2 separate regions of the Sus scrofa genome follow, and region 2 is linked to region 1. The links are chromatin contacts, called in public HiChIP or PLAC-seq maps. All regions are on one chromosome and are shown on one strand. Each heading gives the region's core, a stretch centred on a gene start, on an enhancer-like site or on the middle of the called end of the contact. The rest is flanking DNA. Distances are from core to core; before and after follow the strand shown. Region 1 has its middle 230 kb from the start of KLF4. Region 2 has its middle 460 kb from the start of TRNAE-UUC.

What was found. HiChIP or PLAC-seq counts read pairs in DNA pulled down with a chosen protein or histone mark.
Region 2: a contact with region 1 is called in an H3K27ac HiChIP or PLAC-seq map of alveolar macrophages. The contact joins two enhancer-like sites. A contact is called at or near these places in 2 of 2 datasets of contacts at active chromatin or transcription factors (alveolar macrophages and skeletal muscle).

The regions. Positions count from the first base shown.
Region 1 is chr1:248,839,453-248,844,535 of Sscrofa11.1, reverse strand. No RefSeq gene overlaps it. Among named protein-coding and RNA genes, the nearest start is that of KLF4, 230 kb to the right of the region's middle. Within about 2 kb of position 3,120, at least 15 of the 83 cell types and tissues checked have an H3K27ac peak or open chromatin away from gene starts, as enhancers often do. A contact at or near this core is called in alveolar macrophages, where this site is marked.
Region 2 is chr1:249,072,166-249,076,921 of Sscrofa11.1, reverse strand. No RefSeq gene overlaps it. Among named protein-coding and RNA genes, the nearest start is that of TRNAE-UUC, 460 kb to the left of the region's middle. Within about 2 kb of position 2,296, at least 6 of the 83 cell types and tissues checked have an H3K27ac peak or open chromatin away from gene starts, as enhancers often do. A contact at or near this core is called in alveolar macrophages, where this site is marked.

The DNA of each region.
Region 1 (5,083 bases), core at 1,871-4,370:
CCTAAGTTAGGGCCTCTATAACCTCAGGCAAGTCAGCTCAGGTCTCCAAGCTTCAGCTGCCCCATTTCTGAAAAGGGTATAATAAAAATCCATACCTCGAAACATCACTGGGAGAATCAAATTGAATGAGAAAATTATATAAAGTGCTCTGTGTTTCCTTAGAAAGCACTCAGAGGTTGCTTTGTTGCCCTTATTATGATTATTTTATGCTAAGGATTGTTATGGGGTCCCCTTATGCAACTCTTTTCATGCTGTTTAAACTCTCTGACAGAAGCCTACAGTGTTGCCCAAATCGAGTTCATGCGGCCAAACATCCAGGTTGAGTTGAAGTCATTGCTACTCAGAGGACCACTCTGAGCCTCAGTTTCCTCATCTATAACCCAGGCATGCTCTGGACACTGCAGAGTTGTTGGGAGGATTCCACAAGGCAGTATGTTGAATGTGACCAACCCCGGGCTTGGCATGGAGAAAGCCTCAAAAAAAGAGAGTTCCCTTTCTTTTCCTGCTCCCCTCTTGGGAAGGGGCAGAAAGCCAGGCTAAGGACCCCCTGGGGCTATTCTGGCCACCTGGCCAAAGGGACAGTCAGGGTGGGAAGCTGGAAGGAGGTGGTGTGGTGTGGAGCAGGTCAGCTTCTTTCCCCTCTGAAATCCAGCAATTTAGAAGCAGATTCCAGCCGTGTAGCCCACGGCAGCCCTTCCCAGGACAATGGCAGGACACAGGCCTGTCTTCACCAGCAGGGGCGCACAGGCCTTCAGGCCAAGCAGGGCTTGTCTGTGGGACACAGAGGGCCTGCAGCCTCAGTATCAAGTGAGGGAGCCCCTGGTACAGCCCCAGGAATGTGGGAGTCCCTGGAGATCTGACCAAGAAACAAGAAAGGAGGCTCAGGGCTTCCTGAACCATTGATGTGAGTGGCTTCACACCCCCTAATTTCCCTCCATCTTACTCTGGGCATGAGCTTGTGTTTGGATCCCCAGCCTCTATGCTGATCCTGATAATATAACAAGCTGCCATTTTTTTAATGAGCACCTACCGTGTGCCAGGCCTAATGTGAAGGACAGTGAATCATGATTCCAGGATTCCGCGTTTGCATATTTACCCACTCTACAAAAATTTATTTGCAACCCCCAAATCAGTGCTTGCAGCCTTTTCATGCACTTTCACAGGGATCCACAGACATGCCCCAAGCAGCAAAAAATTTGAGTCGTCCAACAGACATGCATGTTCCCAGCTGAGGTTGAGGTGATACTCTGCCTTCTTGTTTGGGCTCTCATGCTGCAACAAATATCTTTTTTGTAGTCTATGTAGTGCCATGTTTTTCACATTTGAGGAGCTTTTCCTCGATGTTTCTGGTGTTTGGAATGGCCTCTGAGCACAGTGCTCAGGTGCTATGATGTGCCTTTCAGAAGAAAATACATAGGTTAGATAAGCTTTGTTCGAGCTCAAGTTATAGGGCTATTGGCCTTGACTTCAGTGTTAATGAGTCAACATTATATCACATGAGGTGTCTCTAAACAGAAACACACATGACAAGGTTTTATGTTGATTGGTTGATGAAAATGCTGTCACTAGAGGATCACAGGAACCTCACTCTATTTCTTCCGGGAGAGATGGTTCAGTATTCATGACCCTGTACCAGGCCCACCTAACCCTGAGCTTTGTCCTTCCCTTCACCTGCCCCACCTCTAAGACTCTAAAAGCTTGACTCTTTCATGGCTGACACGCAAGGGAGGGCTATTAGGGGCTGGGGTGCATGGTGTCTTCAACTCTAGAATCCTTACCATGACCTACACTTTCCTAGAAGCAGATTCCCAAGCTGCTTACTTGTTAGAGGACCCTGTGTTATTTATTGCTCTGTAACAAACCAACACAAAACCAGCAGCTTAAAACAAACACATGCATTTATTTCTATGACAGTTTGCTTGGGTCCCAGCATGACTCAGCTCTGCTTAGCATCTTCCAAGGCTTCACTCAAAGTGCTGACTGGGTTATGTTCTCATCTGGAGGTTCGACTAGAGAAGGTTTTGCTTCCAAGCCCATTCAGATGGTTGACAGAATTCATTTCCTTGGCAGTGTGTGACTGAGGACCCTAGCCTTTGTTGGCTGGAGGCCAACACAGATCCCAGAATCTGCCCCCAGATCCCTGGCACGTGGCCCTCTCCACAGGCAGTTCACAATATGGTAGTTTGTTTCCTCGGGGCTAGCAGAAGAATCTCTGCCTCTAGTTCACTAAGACGGATGTTTATATATACCACCTAATCATGGGAGTGACATCCCATCACCACTGACATATGATGAAGAGACTTGCTATTTGTATTTCCGTCACCATCATCATTTGTAATTAATGTTATTATTTATCATACCTATCATAAATTTAGTATTCTGAAATATAGTACTAAGATCCCATCTAACATTTGCATAAAAACCATCCACTATTATGGCGTAAAATTCAAGTTCCCAAGCCTGCTGTCCGTGCCCCTGTATCTTCCTGGCTTCACCTTTGTCCACTCCTGACTCTTCCCCCGTTGTGCCCAACTCTTCATCTCCTCCCAGCACATGCAGCCCTTCTGCCTCACCCGCCCTTTGCTTTCCTCTTGGTCAAGTTCACGTGCACGCTTTGCAAACCCATTGGAAAGATGATCTTGGCTCTTTCAGGGCCCTCAGTCTCTCTCCTCTCCGGGCTCCAGAGCTCTGTGTATGTGCCTCTTTATGCTGCTGGTCACACGATACCATATAATGACATCAGGCAGTGAGTTCCAGTTCATCCTTGAATTCGAGAACGGGGCACACATCAGTTCTCAATAAATCATGCCGAGTGAACACATCTTCAGTATGATTAACATGAACTTTTCCTTTCATGGCCCCTTAAGATGTGCAAAATATAGTGAGCGGAGACAGACAAGTCTGGATTGAAGATATTGGGCAAAAGACTGAGAGAACCAGCTGGGTGACCCTTGCCACCTTGCAGGCCGGCCCCGGGGGGGGGCAGTTCGGAACTGAGTGTCCTCTTTGTAGAGACTAACAGGCTCCAGAACGAAGCCACAGCTCCTCCAAAGAGCCCTGGGCTCAGCACTTCCCGTATTCACGGCTGCTATTCTCAGTGCTCCTCTTCCCCAGAGCCTGCTTCCATATTTTCAGGTCTTTGAATGTTGCAGCCAAACCACTGCTGTGCTTCTGAAAGCAGAACCAAAACACCCCATCGGCCACTGCTCCTCGCTGACTTCCTGCTCCCGGGGCTCCATCCCAGCCTCCGCCTCCTCATCTGCTCCTGCGCCCTTGCCCTGGGAGCATATCCACTCTCGGCACCCACCCCACCTCTGCCCTGCTCCTCCAGCCTCCTGCTGCCTTCAGCCTGGCTCCCCAGGACCTCTGCCCCTGCCCAGAAGCCCTGCTCCCCCCGCACTCCCCTCCCCTCCTTGTGGAACCACTTCCCCATTCGAATACTTTACGTCCTTCCTCCCTTTCTTCTGGGGAAGCCTCGTCCAAAAGCCAGTTGTGACTTCTGTGGGTTAAAGGCCAGGATGAAAAAAAAACAGAAGGAGCTACCTACCATTTCTGTCACCAGAGCTCCTTAGCCAGGAAGGGGCCACAGAGGTAACATGACTTGACCAAGCAAAGAGGCCACAAGAGATGGTTGTGCCAGCCAGGTCCCTGGGCGGGGGGGTGACTAGGAAAAACCAAAGGCCCACCCATGGGCTCAAGGGTGGGTTTCAGTTTCTCCTAAAACTTAAGGAATATGAGACGTGCCCATATGAGCAATGAAGCCTCTCAATTTTGAATCTAATTGAAATCTAAAAGCCAGACTGAGGAAGGAACATTGGCCAGGCTTGTGACCCAGGACGAGCCAGGTGGAACCTTACAAGGCCAAGTTTCTTCTACAAGCCAGACGGACAAGGCCCTCCACTTGAGCTGACTGCGGGACTCAAATGCGATAATATTTAAAGTGACGAGCACAGCCTATTATGCGAAGTCTCGCCAAACAAAGCCAATTACCTTCTCCTTTAAAATCGCTGTCCCTCCCTGGTGCGGAGGCCCTGGGGGGGTTGTCGGCACCAGAGAGCAGCCAGGGCTGGAATGTGGTTAGTACCTTCAGGGCACTGCCGTCAGAGGCCGCAGCAGGCCTGCTGCCATCCAGCTGGGGTGGTGGTAAGTGGCCCTGAGCCAGCGTCCTCAGCCACTTCAGGAGTTGCCAAGAAGGGGTGACTTTGATGTGAAGCCAAAGGAGAATGTGTGGCAATTATCTAAATTATTCAAGGCCCCCAAACAACTCAAAGAGCTACAGGTCACTTGTAGATTTAAAACTCCCTGCCTGTTGCTCCACACCACGCCAGCTAGAGTTTTGATTCCCGGTCACGTCCTGCCGTCTCACACCTCAGTGCCTTTGCACGTCATGTCCTGCCGTCTCACACCTCAGTGCCTTTGCACGTGCTTGAGTCTCTGCCTAGAATTCTTTTCCCTCCTCCCTGTAGCTGCCCAGAAAGTTCCCCCTTAGCGTTCAGGGCTCAGCCCCACAGCCCCTCTTCCAGAAAGCCATCTCTGCCGGTCCCTCCCTGATGCTTTCGACTGGCATTTATCACTCTCCGCTGATAGCGCCCATTTATGTATCTGGATCCCCAGCAAACCAAGAATTCGCCCAGGGCAAGGAGCAAGCTTTGCACATAATTCATTCCTGGTGCTCCCACGATGCCTGCCACAGAGAGGTTCTCAACCATTGTTAGTTGAAATGCACGGCTGCAATCCAGTGGTAGTGGAAAGAACCCAAGTTTTAAAACTAGAAGATGTCTTTTTGAATTCTAGCCGTTCAACCAAATAACCCATGACATTGGTTGAGTTCCTCAGCCTCTGTACCTCAGCTTCCAATCCGTAAAATAGAATCACGCAGCAGATCTCAGAGAATTATTTTGAGGAAACGCACGCACACACATAGCCACTCACCGTCCAGAGGCCAGGTTTCCATAGTTAGAGAGAAATGGAAAGGAACCATTTCCACTGACACGCCAGGCCCAAGCAGGATGGGCTCCTTGCTGCCACTCAGGGCTATTGGCTTTGAACCGTGGTCTCCACCTCTTGCACATGCAAGAGGGAG
Region 2 (4,756 bases), core at 1,047-3,546, 230 kb before region 1:
TAAGAACTAATTACTCAATTACCCTATCAGGATAATGTCAACAAATAATGCTTAGCTCAACATATGTCTAAAACTGATATATCAAGAAACAGCATATAAGTTTTTTTTCCCACAAATATTGATTAATAAACTAGTTGAAATGTCTGAATATTGGGTCAGAGCTGGTAAATAGGGACAGAGAAAGTCTTTGTTATAAGACTTTTAGTTGTTTTTGATTTTTAAAAAATCCTATTTATGCATTATATAGTTGAAAAATTAAAAATTGATTTAAAAAAAGGAAAATAAAGACATACACTTCAAGCTCTGTAGAAACTGACAGATTCAAAAACATAGGTAATTTGAATTTAAGAGGTTGAAAGCCTTACTTCTTGTGTATGTGATCTGAAACCAATCATTCAAACCTCTCAGAACTGGGCTTAGATCTAATACCCTGACAAGACTGTGTTGAAGATCAAATGAGAGCATGGACGTGAATATATTTTTCAAACTGCAAAGTTCACTACACGTTAGCTAATTGCAAAACAAAACACACTCTAAAATTAACCTGTCTATCCAGATAGTAAAAGCTTGGTTTCCTGCAGTTCTGCTCAACCATTCTCCATCACGTAGCACAGTGCTTCCATAGTAGGGGCTCCATTAATACACACGTGAGCATCTAAGAACTTCTTGACCACAAGTCATTTTCTAGGTACTATATTCAGTGCAAAGGGGAAGGAATGTAGAATTAGGGAAAGAGGCAGTATTTGTCCTCAGGCTTGAATTATCCTTATGCGTTTGATACTTATCCCTAGGAGAAACCTCTAGGGATGGTAGGAGCAAAGGCACAGAGGTGAGAAAGAGCAGCAGAGTTTAGGGATCAGTAACTAGTCAGTTGTGATTAGCTGAAGGTGAGAAATTGGAGACTGCAAGAATTGCAGGAGTCCTTGAATGTCAGACCACATAACTGGACTAAAGAGATAAGCCTTCTGGATTTGAGCATGAACTGGAACATCAAGCAGAGCCAGACTTCAGGAAGATCACTCTGGCTTCCATGTTGGAAGATAAATTAGTGTGGAGAGAGCCAAGGAGAGGTAGAACACCTGGGGGTTACCACATTAGTCCGTGGCTGCTGCCCCTAACCAAGAAGAAAGATGGGTCCACGGACTTTCATGTCTTGGAGAGATCAAGAACCTCTCGGTAGAGCCATTTGGCAGCTGGGCCCTTATAGTAACATGTCAAATACATAGATCAGTGAGGCACAATGGAAAAGTGGTCAGAATATTCCCAACACCTTCCTTAAATACAAAATTTATCCTGCAGTCTTTCTCCTCTGACTTTTACTTTAAGTGTATACTATTTACATTGAAAGGTAATGTATAAACCAGAAAGGTCCCTGAGCAGTGTGATTCAGTAGAACAATACTCTTTGGATAGACAGGTCTCAGCTCTGACTCTCAGTAATGTCATGAGTTTGGATGAATTGCTTGATAAACCTGAGCATCAGTTTCTGATTCAGTAAAATAGATACAACTTCTACGACGTAGGACTACAGTGCAGGTGAGAAATAATACATGGAGAGCCTGGCTCAGACTGCCCAGGCATTGAATGCAGGGAGGCATCCTATTCCTCAGAGATGCATCTGAATAGCCTGCAGCCTCCCACAGCCCTCCACAGCCCCCCTTAAACCTCCAGCTGCCCTCCACAGCCCTCTACATGAGCCCTCGTGCTCTCTGCTCTTGAAGTCTGTAGCTTTGTGTACCTTTTTCTCCAGGAAGATATAAGGAAGTTATCACGGCCTTTACTCAACATATAGTTTTTTAAGTCCACAACCTTCATTTCTCCCTCCCTCTCAACATTCTGCCTTATTTAATCCTGTATTTAGCAAACCTAAACCTGTGGCTTCTCTGACCCAAATGATACCTGCAGCAGCACAGAGGCTTGCTAAGATAACGAACCCTCTGCTGCCAGGGGTGCCCAGTCAGCTGGCACTAATGAGTCCCTCCCTCAGTCCCTCAGAAGTGCCCCTGCTTTCCCAAGGAGTGGTGTCGGTGACATATTCACATGCTCAGTGCCCAGGACCACCCCCCCCTTTTAGAACCTGTTTATCACTGCCCATCTCCCAAGAATGGGCAGTTGGTGATGAAGGCATTCTACCAGATGCCAGCCCACCTTGTGAATGTCCCTCTTAGTTTGTGAAAGAACCAGGCTATTCTTGGCAAACAACAGGGGTATGAGTCAAGGCAAAAAGCAGAATTGAGCCAAGCATGAACTTTAGTCACCAGAACGGCATTTGCCATTCAACAAACATTTAACAAGCTGTGCTGTGGGCTGCTCTTTTCTCACGTGTCATCTCACCAAATCCTCAGTTACTCCATGAATAGGCATTGTCTCCTCGTTTCACAGATGAGGAAACAAACCCAGACATGTTAAGTAACCCTCTGTGAGGCCCCCAGCTAGTAAGGGCTAGAGGCAGGATTTGAACCAGCGTCTCCAGTAAGAAGTTGTTTCTTCCATATCATAGCTGCCTCTGCTTCAAGCATGTAATGTACTAATGAATCCTACCTTCTGTCTCTCTTTTCAGCTTCAATGGCTTCCCCCTCTACTCACAGCTTTTGCACTGTTTCTACTCTTTTTCATTGTCATATTCACAACTTCTCTAGAGAGAACCTGTTCGTGCCCCTTTATCAGCACATAGTATTCCTGTAGGCAGATGCTCAAGCCAGATTCTCCAGGCTACTGCTCATTATCTGATGTCTTTTTGTTGTTGTTGTTGTCTTTTTTGTGTTTTGGGGGCTGTACTTGCAGCATATGGAGGTTCCCAGGCTAGGGGTCAAATCAGAGCTATAGCTGCCAGCCTATATGCCACAGTGATGGGAGATCCGAGCTGCGTCTGCAACCTACACCACAACTCATGGCAATGCCGGATCCTTTACCCACTGAGTGAGGCCAGGGATGGAAGCCTCATCCTCATGGATGCAAGCTGGGTTCATTAACCACTGAGCCATGATGGGAACTGCTGATGTCTTGATTCTAGCCAGAGAGTGAATCTTGGTCTAATCATTTGTCACTGGGGTAGGGAGGTCACAGCGCACAGAGCATGACAAGTTATACTGAAGGCACTGTAGCCCAATAAGCACTTAGAATCAACCTCCTATGTGCATCCCCACCATTCATTTCTCATCAAGGCTTGGCCTCATCTCACCTTGTCAGTTACCCAGCCAAGGGATCTCAAAGGATCCCCAAGATCCCAGAATGCCTTATGGTGCAGCCCAGTTAAATGACCACACCATCATTCATATAAAATTGTCCCCCATTTGTTGTGGGATAGACCCAATGCTAAGAAAAAGAAGCAGCCATCTGTTTTTTTTTCAGTTACTGCCCTTCTTTTTGGTTCATCGGGATCCCAATTTCCTGTTTTCTCACCCTGTTTTTCATCCATCTCATAAAGAAACAAACCTGATTTTTCATGAACTCATTTAGTCTTGGCTTCAATTGTTTTCCCAAGTAACTCACTCCACATGTTTATCCCTCTTGCCTGATTCACTTCTTCTGGAGGATCTAACTTTATTTGTTCTTCAGCAAACATTCCTTAGCTCAGCCTACAAGCCCAGTGCTGCCCTGGAATCTGGGAGCAATCAATTGTCAGCCTCATCAATATCATTTTCATTGCAGGCAGCACTACCACTTACTTAGCCTTCACTAGGGGGCAGACCCCAGGATAGGCATCTGCCAGCCATGCACTGTCTAATCTGCGTAATCCTAACAGTGACTCTGGGAGGCAGTTGCTATTATGTCTCCATTTAATGTAGAGAAAATTGAATCTTAGAGAAGTTGAGTGAAATGAAGAAGTAAGAGCAACTTGAGCCTCTTGGGATTTCCAGGTGACCCCACTAAGGGGAAATGGTAGACTTCCCTGTGGCTTTAATCTGCCTGTTGATCTGAATTTAACCAGAGTGCTTTTTCTGTGCCAATGTTTGTTCGAAACTGCAGGATGGTTCCTTCCATAACAAATAAACAAGGTTACTTTGCAAGGTTCTCTTCGGCCACTGCCACTCAAACAGCAACACGTGCAGCACCAGCACAGTGCGTGTGGGCATATGCTTGCTAACTCTTCAGGGCCCTTTTTATAAATCCATGAAAATAGTGGCCCAACTTTGTCTGGCATCTCATAGATCATCCTGCCATCACACATCTTGTATCTTTACCACTATAACTCTGCGTGTTTATTAAGGGCACATATCATTATCCTCCCTATTGCTTCCCTGAATTTATGTACTTATCTATTGCTGCATTTATTCAATGAATATTTATTGAGGATCTACCCTGTGCCAGGCTCATGACAATCCATAGAGGCATAGAGACATGTGATGTGAATAAGGCTTGTCTCACTCTCAAGAAGCACAGTCTCCTGATGGGTACTATTTTCCGCAGGCAGGGACATGCAGGGTACTGAGTGCTCTCACCATAGAGCTGTAACTGAGAGGGCGAGGAGCTATGTCCAGCCTGGTCAGGGTGGTTTCAAAAAGAAGGCAGAATCATCGGAGCTGGAATATATAGGGGACACCTCCATGTCCTGAGCTTCAGAAGACATGGGCTCAGAGAAATGAGAGAAGGTGTCTGAGCGGAAGGCAGTCTCTTTAGCATTCTCATCCTTTCATAAAGGAACAAAGAAATTGAGAAACTTCTCTGGAATACACAGGCTGGAGGAATGATGGGAGTGACAGCATGGTTTGCTGGGAGAGATCAGAGGAGAAGGAAAGGAAAAGAACAGTTAATGG